Linked DNA regions of Mus musculus: all the other regions are linked to region 3. The links are chromatin contacts, called in public ChIA-PET and HiChIP or PLAC-seq maps. All regions are on one chromosome and are shown on one strand. The core of a region is the stretch at or near the end of the contact, and the rest is flanking DNA. Distances in the headings are between cores, read along the strand shown.

Region 1 (2,753 bases), core at 121-2,620, 340 kb before region 3:
TAACTTATCCTCACATGGCAGATGTGTGCTTCTGCTGTTGGGGGGTCAAAAGCAAGTTGAACCCAGGAGGAGAGTGGCAGGGGGATGGGAAGAGTCTGAGCATTGTACAATGAAAATTGGGTGCTAATTTTGTAGGCATTGTCAAAGAAAAGGCCCCAGGCTCTTCAGAAGGTGCCTGTTAATTCTGCAAAATTAACCCTTGCCTGGGCAAATTCTGGTGATGGGAGCTGACACCAGGGCTTGATGGGCCCCGTGTGGAATTCCCAGCATCCATCCCTCTTGAGGGTCCCGAGAACTGAGACTGACTGTCTAGCCGGGTGAATTAGGGCACAGCTTCATTTCCCAGTGCTGAATTGAATTTCCTGCCTTTATCAGTGGAAGCTGACATGTTAAATCTGGGCTCCTTTGTTTATTGTTTTTAAAAAAAAGTTTGTATTTAAGGGGAAATGTTTAAACGGAAAAATCTCACCAGGCAAACTTTGCAAAGCTGGCACCAGGGAGGAACTCAGCTTCCGGCACCTCACATCTGACTTCTCTGAAGGCTTTGCCAGTCAATGAGACTTAGCAGAGAAAAACACCTCCAAGTATAAGGAGTATCCAGGCCATCCTAGGCTGGGAAATCCCACTCTGATTGGGTATTTTCTGGAAGTCAATGTTAAGTTCTCCTTCCATCCTGCCCACTGATCTAGGCTGCTAACGAATATTCATTGCCAAAAGCAACCAGTTCCTGCCTGCTGCCAGATTTCTGCTTGAACAGGGAGGGCAGGCCCCGCCCCTCCAATGAGGAGTGGCTTTCTCAATGAACGTGTCTCATAAAGCCACCCAAAAGGACCATGCAGAATCTCACTTAAATCGATCCTTGGTGATGTGAGTCTTCTGCATTCACCGTTCCCATGGTCTTTCCTGGGCATAACATCCGTCAAGATAGACAATGAGTACTCAGTAAGCCAAGGCTGAGGCCATGAGGGGGGATTTCCAAAGTCTCTAAATCCCAGGAGACCATGAGGACTAAAGGGCTTTGAAAGGAGGGAGATGGACATTCTCTGAACTGAGGGGACAAAGCCCTTCTCGCCAGCGGCAATGTCCAGAGCATCCTAGTGCTGCCCGGATGCTAGAAACCCAAAGGTGTGCAGCACCTGCTGGTCTAGCCTCCTCTCTAGCTCCAGAAAAATTACCAAGAGCCAGAGCTGGATCCTTTGGCAAAACCTAGAGAAGATCTGGAGGAAAAACAGATGTGAGTCCAATTTTGGCTACTAGGCATGGCTGTCTTTATGCTCAAGGGACTGGAAGGGAACACAGTGAGGATGGCCTCCTCATGGGGACAAGAGTCTTTCTATAGGCCACATGGGGGCAGTCCAAGCAAAGCAGCTGGGTGAGCGAGCACTCCTGCTAGGGCAGGCTCTTGCGCATCCACACAATCTTGCCAACTTGATCTGCAAAGCACAGATGCACAAGCTGGCAACAGAAAAGTACCTTGGTCCAATGCTGACCACGCCAAATGCAGTCTAGAAATGGTTAGCAAACTGAAGGGTGCCTACCTCACTGGGAGGAAAAATAGTACCCTGGAGCCCTGGGCATGAGAAACAAAACCATACAACCAGAGAGCCTCAAAGTATCCAGCACCCTAGAACAGGGCATGAACTTTGAACAAAAACACTCCAACTCTGTTATGTTCAGCTCATTTCCCCCCAGTTACTAAGTAGCCAGCCCCCCAGAGCCTATCTCAGGGTGAAAGCATCAGCTCCCAAGCTCTGCAGTGCAACTGTTCACTCGAGGAAAGCTCTGGACCAGCAGTTACAACATCCTGACCCACTGGGAATGGCCTAGACTAACCAGCGGATATGGCACCAAAACCTGATACCTTCAATTTATGTCTAACATCTGGATGCCAGATGGGGGAGACTTAGCCTAAGCTCTCCTTCCTTTGCCAGACCTCAACCACTGGTCCAATGAGCTAACCAGAGTACACTTTGATCACCAAGAGGGACTAGCCCACTGTGTCTAGGGGCGGTTCTCATTCCAGCAAAGTGTTCTTCTCCCAGCTATAAAACTATCCCTGAAAGACGCAAGTCTGTCTTCCAGACTTGTCCTGAGTCACCTTTCTCATTGGCCTTACCCCAACACAGGGCAAGAGCCTCCGACCAAACAAGAACAAAGGAAGGGAGAGTCCTGTCATTACGGCACTCCTGGGAGCATCCTGCCATGCTCCCTCTTAGTCATTCTATGGTTTTATGATAGAAAACAAACAAAAGATAGGTAATACTGCATGAGCATAGCTCTTTGTTTTTTCTTAGTCATCACCATATAAAGATTGTTGGATCATTGGCAACTTGACAGACTCTATATGTCACTTTCTGTCTCCCCAGGAAGCGGGAGTAACAGCTTTTGGTTCCTTCAGCTCCTGTAATATCTTCCTCTCACCCTGGCACTGTATAGAAGAAAAGAAGGAGCCAGATACCAAGGAGCTGATGCTGTAAAAGGCCATGTGTAGACAGATGTGTGCACTGAGTGTCATGAAGGCTTGTGCTTATAACTTCTAAAGACAAGCTCTGTGAAGGAGCTTTTCTGGGCCTGAGTCCCCAAACCTCCCATCTCTAAGTCTATGCCTACCTGCAAGAGCAGGTTTCCCCCCCTAGAGGACTCCCATCTTACCTCGAAAGACCCGCCTCTGAGACCCCAAGAGCTGGCAGACTTCAGCAGAGGACCTGCAGGAGTTGACATATTTCTGGATCCTGTCTGCCAGGTCAAACAGT
Region 2 (2,700 bases), core at 175-2,674, 370 kb before region 3:
TGGGTGTCAGCATTAAAGGTATACAGAACAAGATCCAGGACAAACAGAACGGAGTTTGTACTGCAGCCTCATCCCCGTTTACCTGTAACACCAGCAACACACATGCATCACAGCAACTCATGGCAAACTGTCCTTTTCTCTGTAGAGCAGGCCTAGGTAATGCCCAGAGTTAAGGGAGTCGGTTCAGTTCCCCTGACAAACTGGCTCCGCCCCATCACTATTTTTTACCCTGTTGAGGAACACACATTCCTCAACAATTCAGAACAAGGATATTGAGCCCATCATTTAAAATTATATAGCAGAATCTACCAGGCAGCCCCACTGGAAAAATGTTTTCTTTGAAGATGCCCATGTGACAGAGGCAGGCCAGGACCTGCCTCCTTTCAGACCTAAATGGTCCCCCTTTGGTTTCACAGGCTACTGTGCAGGCTAAAGTTTGCAACAGACATAAAGGGGTGTGACCTTGTGGAGACACCAAAGTACAATGAATTGATTGACATTCAATACTTTAATGTTCCTATTATCTTAACCTGTTATTTTAAAAAGAGTTTAAAGTGATTATTTTAACTTCAATGTTCCTATTGTGTTTTCTTCTTTGGGGATTTGAGAAAGGAAAAGAAAAGAAGAGAAAAGAAAAAAAGAAAAGAAAAGAAAAGAAAAGAACACATATTCCCAAAGGCAAGCTACAGAACCATTTCCGTAACCAAACATGCTGGAACAAGACTAGAACCTTGAACTGATACTGTCAAGAAGATATGAGAGGGCTGGGGGTGTGCAGATCCACAGGGCGGCACTTGTCTGGTATGCGCAAGGCCCTGGGGTCCACTCCTGACTCTACCCTCCCATAGAAGCAGAAGAAGAAAAAGAGCTTTCAGGGAAATAAACATTTCTATCTGCTGTAATGGACTGTTTTAAATAAAATATCAAAATGCAAAACCTTGTATTGTCCTTCTACCCAAAGAATTGCTTTGGTCTCAAAAGAAAAATGAACATAAATTTAGAAATATGGGTAAAGCCCCTAGTTTTGAGTGTGTTATGAAACACTAAGCCAAGAGCAACTTGGCTGTACAGCTTTACTGCTTTGGGCAAAGCCCCATAGTTATAGAGACCCATACAGGTCACTACTAGGCAAAGTGGCTTAAGGAGGCACCCAAAGGCCACACACCGGGGTGATGCTACCGTGCCCACTCTGGAACTTCACACCTGAATAGACAGCATCTTGGTAGACTTTCCTCCAGTCTCTTTCCAACAACACTGCTCTCCTCTACGGGCTGTCTTTTACGACTTCCTCTTTTAGACCACAATAGTCTAATAGTCAGCTCAGTCTTTGACCTCAAATACCACCAGGCAGCTTGACTGCTCTAACCGTACAGTAGTTCTGGTTCAACATGACTTAAGACGCTTCTAGAAGCAACCTCCCCAGTTAAGAAGATCACTCAGCACCTCAGACACTCAACTCCACCCCCAGCCCACATAGGTTCACACTTCTACTACGTGGGAGTCTGAGAATAAGGCAGGCAGCCCTCACAGGGTTGCCTCAGCCTGGCTGTTCATGTCAAAAACCCACCTAGACCACCCCCTTTCACTTCTGAGGGCCCAAGCCACGTACCAATATGCCTCTTGCCAACCACAAACCTGCCAGTATTTCCCTTTTTTTAAGACAGGGTGTCCTGTTCTTCAGGAAGGCCTTGAACTCCTGATCCTCCTGCCTCAACCTTCTGAGGGCTGGGGTTCTAAGAGTGTACCACTCTGCCCTGCTTATGTGGTTCCGAGGCTAAACCCCAGGGCGTTATACATGCTAAGCAGGCAGTTTGCCACAGAAACTACATTCCCATGCTTCTCCTCTGAGTGCTCAGCACTGGCTAACCCACATGCTGTAAGGCCAGATACCTACCTTACATGCATAGAGCCAGGCCCATGGTGGGAACACATGATGCTATTTCTCCTCCTAAGAAATAGGCCCCAGTAGTCATGAGCTGGCTCATGAAGTGAAAAAAAGAAAACAAACAACAAAAAAAAAAAAAACAACAAAACCAAAAAACCTTGGAGTTTTAGAGAGCTCAGGCTGGAACTAGGAAGACCCTCCTTTTTAACCCTGTTCCTGATGCCCCCAGGATAAACAAGTTCTACCTGGCCTGGATCTTCTCCATTTCATTATCTCCTAGGCAGTGTGGCTTTTCCCTTCTGCCTACTTCCCTTGTCATGGGAGCCCAATTCAGGACTGTGACACTTTTATGCACACAAATTATCCATTCTGAGCACTTCTGTCTAGCAAAGACTCTGCGTGTCCAGGCATGGGCTCAGCCTGTCTGTTCTGCTCATGGGTTGCTGGTGTCCTCTTGGGGCTCCTTCTGGATGTAACCCCAAGTAGGAGAGCACCCACACCCCCTTCATCCCAATGGTGGGCAGAGGCCTTTCTACCGAAAGCTTCTCCCCTACCTACAAATGGTAGACCCACTGTGAATGCACCCTTGTTTGGGGGCTCTCCTGGTGTTTTTCACAGTAATAAAAGAACAAAATGAAAACTTTCACTCCGTTCTATTTGGGCCAAACTTGTGAGTCAACAAGCAATTTTGGAACTCACAGGACACTTTTCTGGATGTTGGAATTCTTCCCAGGAACAGAGTACTTCATTCTGTGGGGCTTGAGGCTCCTGGCCCTGTACTCTTGACTCACCAGCTGGGAGTCTGCCCCCTTCAC
Region 3 (2,700 bases), core at 59-2,558:
TGATACAAAGAACTTCTTGAGAACTGAAGCAAAGGACTACAGACCTTGGCACCAGAGGTGTGCTACCCTCCATGAATGAAAATAAATCAGATCTGATACCCAAATTAAAGACCTTGTCAAGATGACATTTCTAAGATCATTTTTAAAAGCAGTCTACTCTGCTTATAGACTTAAAGAAAGTATCCGTAAAGCTCATCTAACAAAAGTCTTAAATAGACAGGTGGTGACTTGCACCTTTAAGCCAGGCGTTCAGGTGAGTCTCTAAGAGTTCAAGGTCAGCTTGGTCTATAAGTTCCAGGGCTACATAGAGAAACCCAGTCTCCAAAAACAAAAACAAAACAAACAAAAGGTCTTAAGTAGAAACTATTCTATAAAGAATTCTCAAAACTCAATAGCAAATAAGCAAATTATCCTGATGCAACAAAAGATATCAAGCATTTCACACACACACACACAAAAAATCTGAAGAGAATAAAAACATAAAAAGATGATTAAAACCATTAGCCATCACAGCAAGTAACTAAATACACACTTAGCACACAACTCAGCAATTTTGCCATTGAACACCTATTTCAGAAAAGGGGGGAGCTTTTATTTACATAAAATCCTCATATTTTGGGGGCTGGGGAGATGGCTCAGCGGTTAAGAGCACTGACTGCTCTTCCAAAGGTCCTGAATTCAAATCCCAGCAACCACATGGTGGCTCACAACCATCCTTAACGAGATCTGACTCCCTCTTCTGATGTGTTTGAAGACAGCTACAGTGTACTTACATATAATAAATAAATCTTTTTTTAAGAAAATCCTCATATTGCCTGTACAAATTTGCACTAGCCCTTGGTTTACAATGGAAAACACTAAACATCCCTCAGGGCTCAGGGATGGCTCAGTAGATAAGGGCACTGGCTCTGTAAACACAAAGACCTGAGTTCAAATCTCCAGAGTTCACATAAAAAGCCAGGTGTTCTGTAATCCGGGCCCTGTGAGGGGTGAAGAAAGGACTGCAGGCCGCTAGCCTTGCTGCAGGTTCAGCAGGAGACCCTGTCTCACTGAAATGGGACAAAGAGCAACAAGAATGCTAGTCCTCCCTCTGGCCTCAGCACGGACACACACACACATACACCACAAACAAGCTCTCACTGGGGAAAGGTTACACCAAGTGTCTTTCTTTAACTTACACTACATACCAAGGAAATGGAACCCACAGAGCTAGGGGGGCAGGATGCCAGGAGTCAGGGAGCCACATTGTGAAGGGACAATCTTAGGGTGTGGCAAGAGGGGTGGCCTTTGTTGTGACTCAAGTTTTATATCTTCAATGTAGTGACTACATACCTTTCTACATGAGAAAAAACGGCACAAAATTATACATACACAAGCAGTGTAGGTCTAAAAAAATTTTAAACAAACAAATAAAACTACAAACTTAGTATTCTTATTAAGGGGAAAGTCCCACTGTCGATTTCTGGGTTTGGTAACTTACATCATGAAGGAAGCACAGCAGTCTTTCTGGTTTTGTTTTATTTTTGAGACAGAGTCTGATTTTGTAGCCCTACCTGGCCTGGATATTACTATATAAACGAGGCTGCCCTCAAAGTCAGAGAAATATGTTTGTTTTCCTGCCGGCTGGAATTACAGGTGTGAACCACCACACCCTGTTGCATAGCCACTTCCTATAATTTTTTCAAAATAAAGTTATCCTAAAAATAGCAAGAGTTGTGGGGCCAGCAGGTTTGGCAAGTAAAATGCACTTGCTGCCAACCCTAGGGGCCTGAGACTTTGCTCCTCGGAACCCACATGGTAGGTAGAGGGCAAGATTGAACTCCTACAAGCTGTCATTTGACCTCAACAGGTAAGCCAGGGCAATGGGTGCATGCACGCATGGACATAGACAGACAGATATACACACACATACATTCTCTCCCTCTACCCTCTTCTCTTTCAAGTAAATAAACAAAATACTGAGAGGAAAGGTAGGAGATGAGTCAGCAGTTAAGTGTTTGCTACAAAGCCCACGAGAGCTGGAGTTCAGATCCCAGCATCTATGTAATAACACAAATGCCTGCCAACTCCAGCTCTAAAGGGTCTGACACAGTCTTCCAGCCTCTGCTCACACACAAGCATGTGCACATACTCCCAAGATGCACATATGCACACAAGTAAAGAAAATCTTAAAGAAATACATAAGGAAGAGGCAGGAAACAGAATAGGTGGAAGTCTAGATGAAACAAGAATGGCCAACAACTGCTAATTGTAGAGTTTCTAAGACTTTGCTTTCTTTCCTCTATTTAAATTTGTCTACAACATTAATAAAAATGTAAGAAAGCCATTTCATCTATAAACCAAAGTATTAACAAGAGTTTCTCTTGTTTTTCTTTGCTAACATGCATTTCAATTCTGAAAAATCAACGTGATTCTATAGAATGATTTCTGGGCTCAGTGGGTAAAGGCATTTCCTGTAAACCCCAACAGCCTAAACTCAACCCCTTCTAACCAGGCAGGAGAGGACTGACTCCACAAAGCTGTCCTCAGACCCCACACACACATCATGTACATTTACACAATAATTAAACTTTAAAAATAAAGAAATACAAAATGATTTTCAGCAGGCTTAGCTAATAACTTGTATTTTGCCCTTTTACTCTCTGTGCGTGCGTGTAAGTGTGTTTGGTTTGGTTTGGTTTGGTTTGGTTTGGTTTGATT

The links. ChIA-PET counts read pairs in DNA pulled down with a chosen protein or histone mark. HiChIP or PLAC-seq counts read pairs in DNA pulled down with a chosen protein or histone mark.
Region 1: a contact with region 3 is called in an H3K27ac HiChIP or PLAC-seq map of regulatory T cells, with 6 times the contacts expected there. The contact joins two enhancer-like sites. A contact is called at or near these places in 1 of 15 datasets of contacts at CTCF or cohesin (pro-B cells), 9 of 484 Hi-C or Micro-C datasets (the C2C12 cell line, differentiating embryonic stem cells, embryonic stem cells and 2 more), 13 of 115 datasets of contacts at active chromatin or transcription factors (SST interneurons, cardiomyocytes, embryonic basal ganglia and 10 more) and 3 of 9 other capture datasets (embryonic stem cells, liver and pancreatic islet).
Region 2: an RNA polymerase II ChIA-PET map of memory CD8 T cells shows a contact between it and region 3, with 39 read pairs. The contact joins two enhancer-like sites. A contact is called at or near these places in 5 of 115 datasets of contacts at active chromatin or transcription factors (extraembryonic endoderm stem cells, fibro-adipogenic progenitors, heart atrium and 2 more).

Annotation. Positions count from the first base shown.
Region 1 is chr16:33,738,623-33,741,375 of GRCm38.p6, reverse strand. Heg1 (heart development protein with EGF-like domains 1) reads right to left here. Exons shown (of 15, transcript NM_175256.5): 9 at 2,653-2,753. Among named protein-coding and RNA genes, the nearest start is that of Muc13, 54 kb to the left of the region's middle. Within about 2 kb of position 1,370, at least 79 of the 459 cell types and tissues checked have an H3K27ac peak or open chromatin away from gene starts, as enhancers often do. A contact at or near this core is called in pancreatic cancer cells and regulatory T cells, where this site is marked.
Region 2 is chr16:33,768,660-33,771,359 of GRCm38.p6, reverse strand. It overlaps a transcript of Heg1 not described here. Among named protein-coding and RNA genes, the nearest start is that of Muc13, 24 kb to the left of the region's middle. Within about 2 kb of position 1,424, at least 105 of the 459 cell types and tissues checked have an H3K27ac peak or open chromatin away from gene starts, as enhancers often do. A contact at or near this core is called in memory CD8 T cells, where this site is marked.
Region 3 is chr16:33,402,764-33,405,463 of GRCm38.p6, reverse strand. The region is part of intron 1 of Zfp148 (zinc finger protein 148); the gene reads right to left. Among named protein-coding and RNA genes, the nearest start is that of Zfp148, 23 kb to the right of the region's middle. Within about 2 kb of position 1,308, at least 21 of the 459 cell types and tissues checked have an H3K27ac peak or open chromatin away from gene starts, as enhancers often do. A contact at or near this core is called in memory CD8 T cells, pancreatic cancer cells and regulatory T cells, where this site is marked.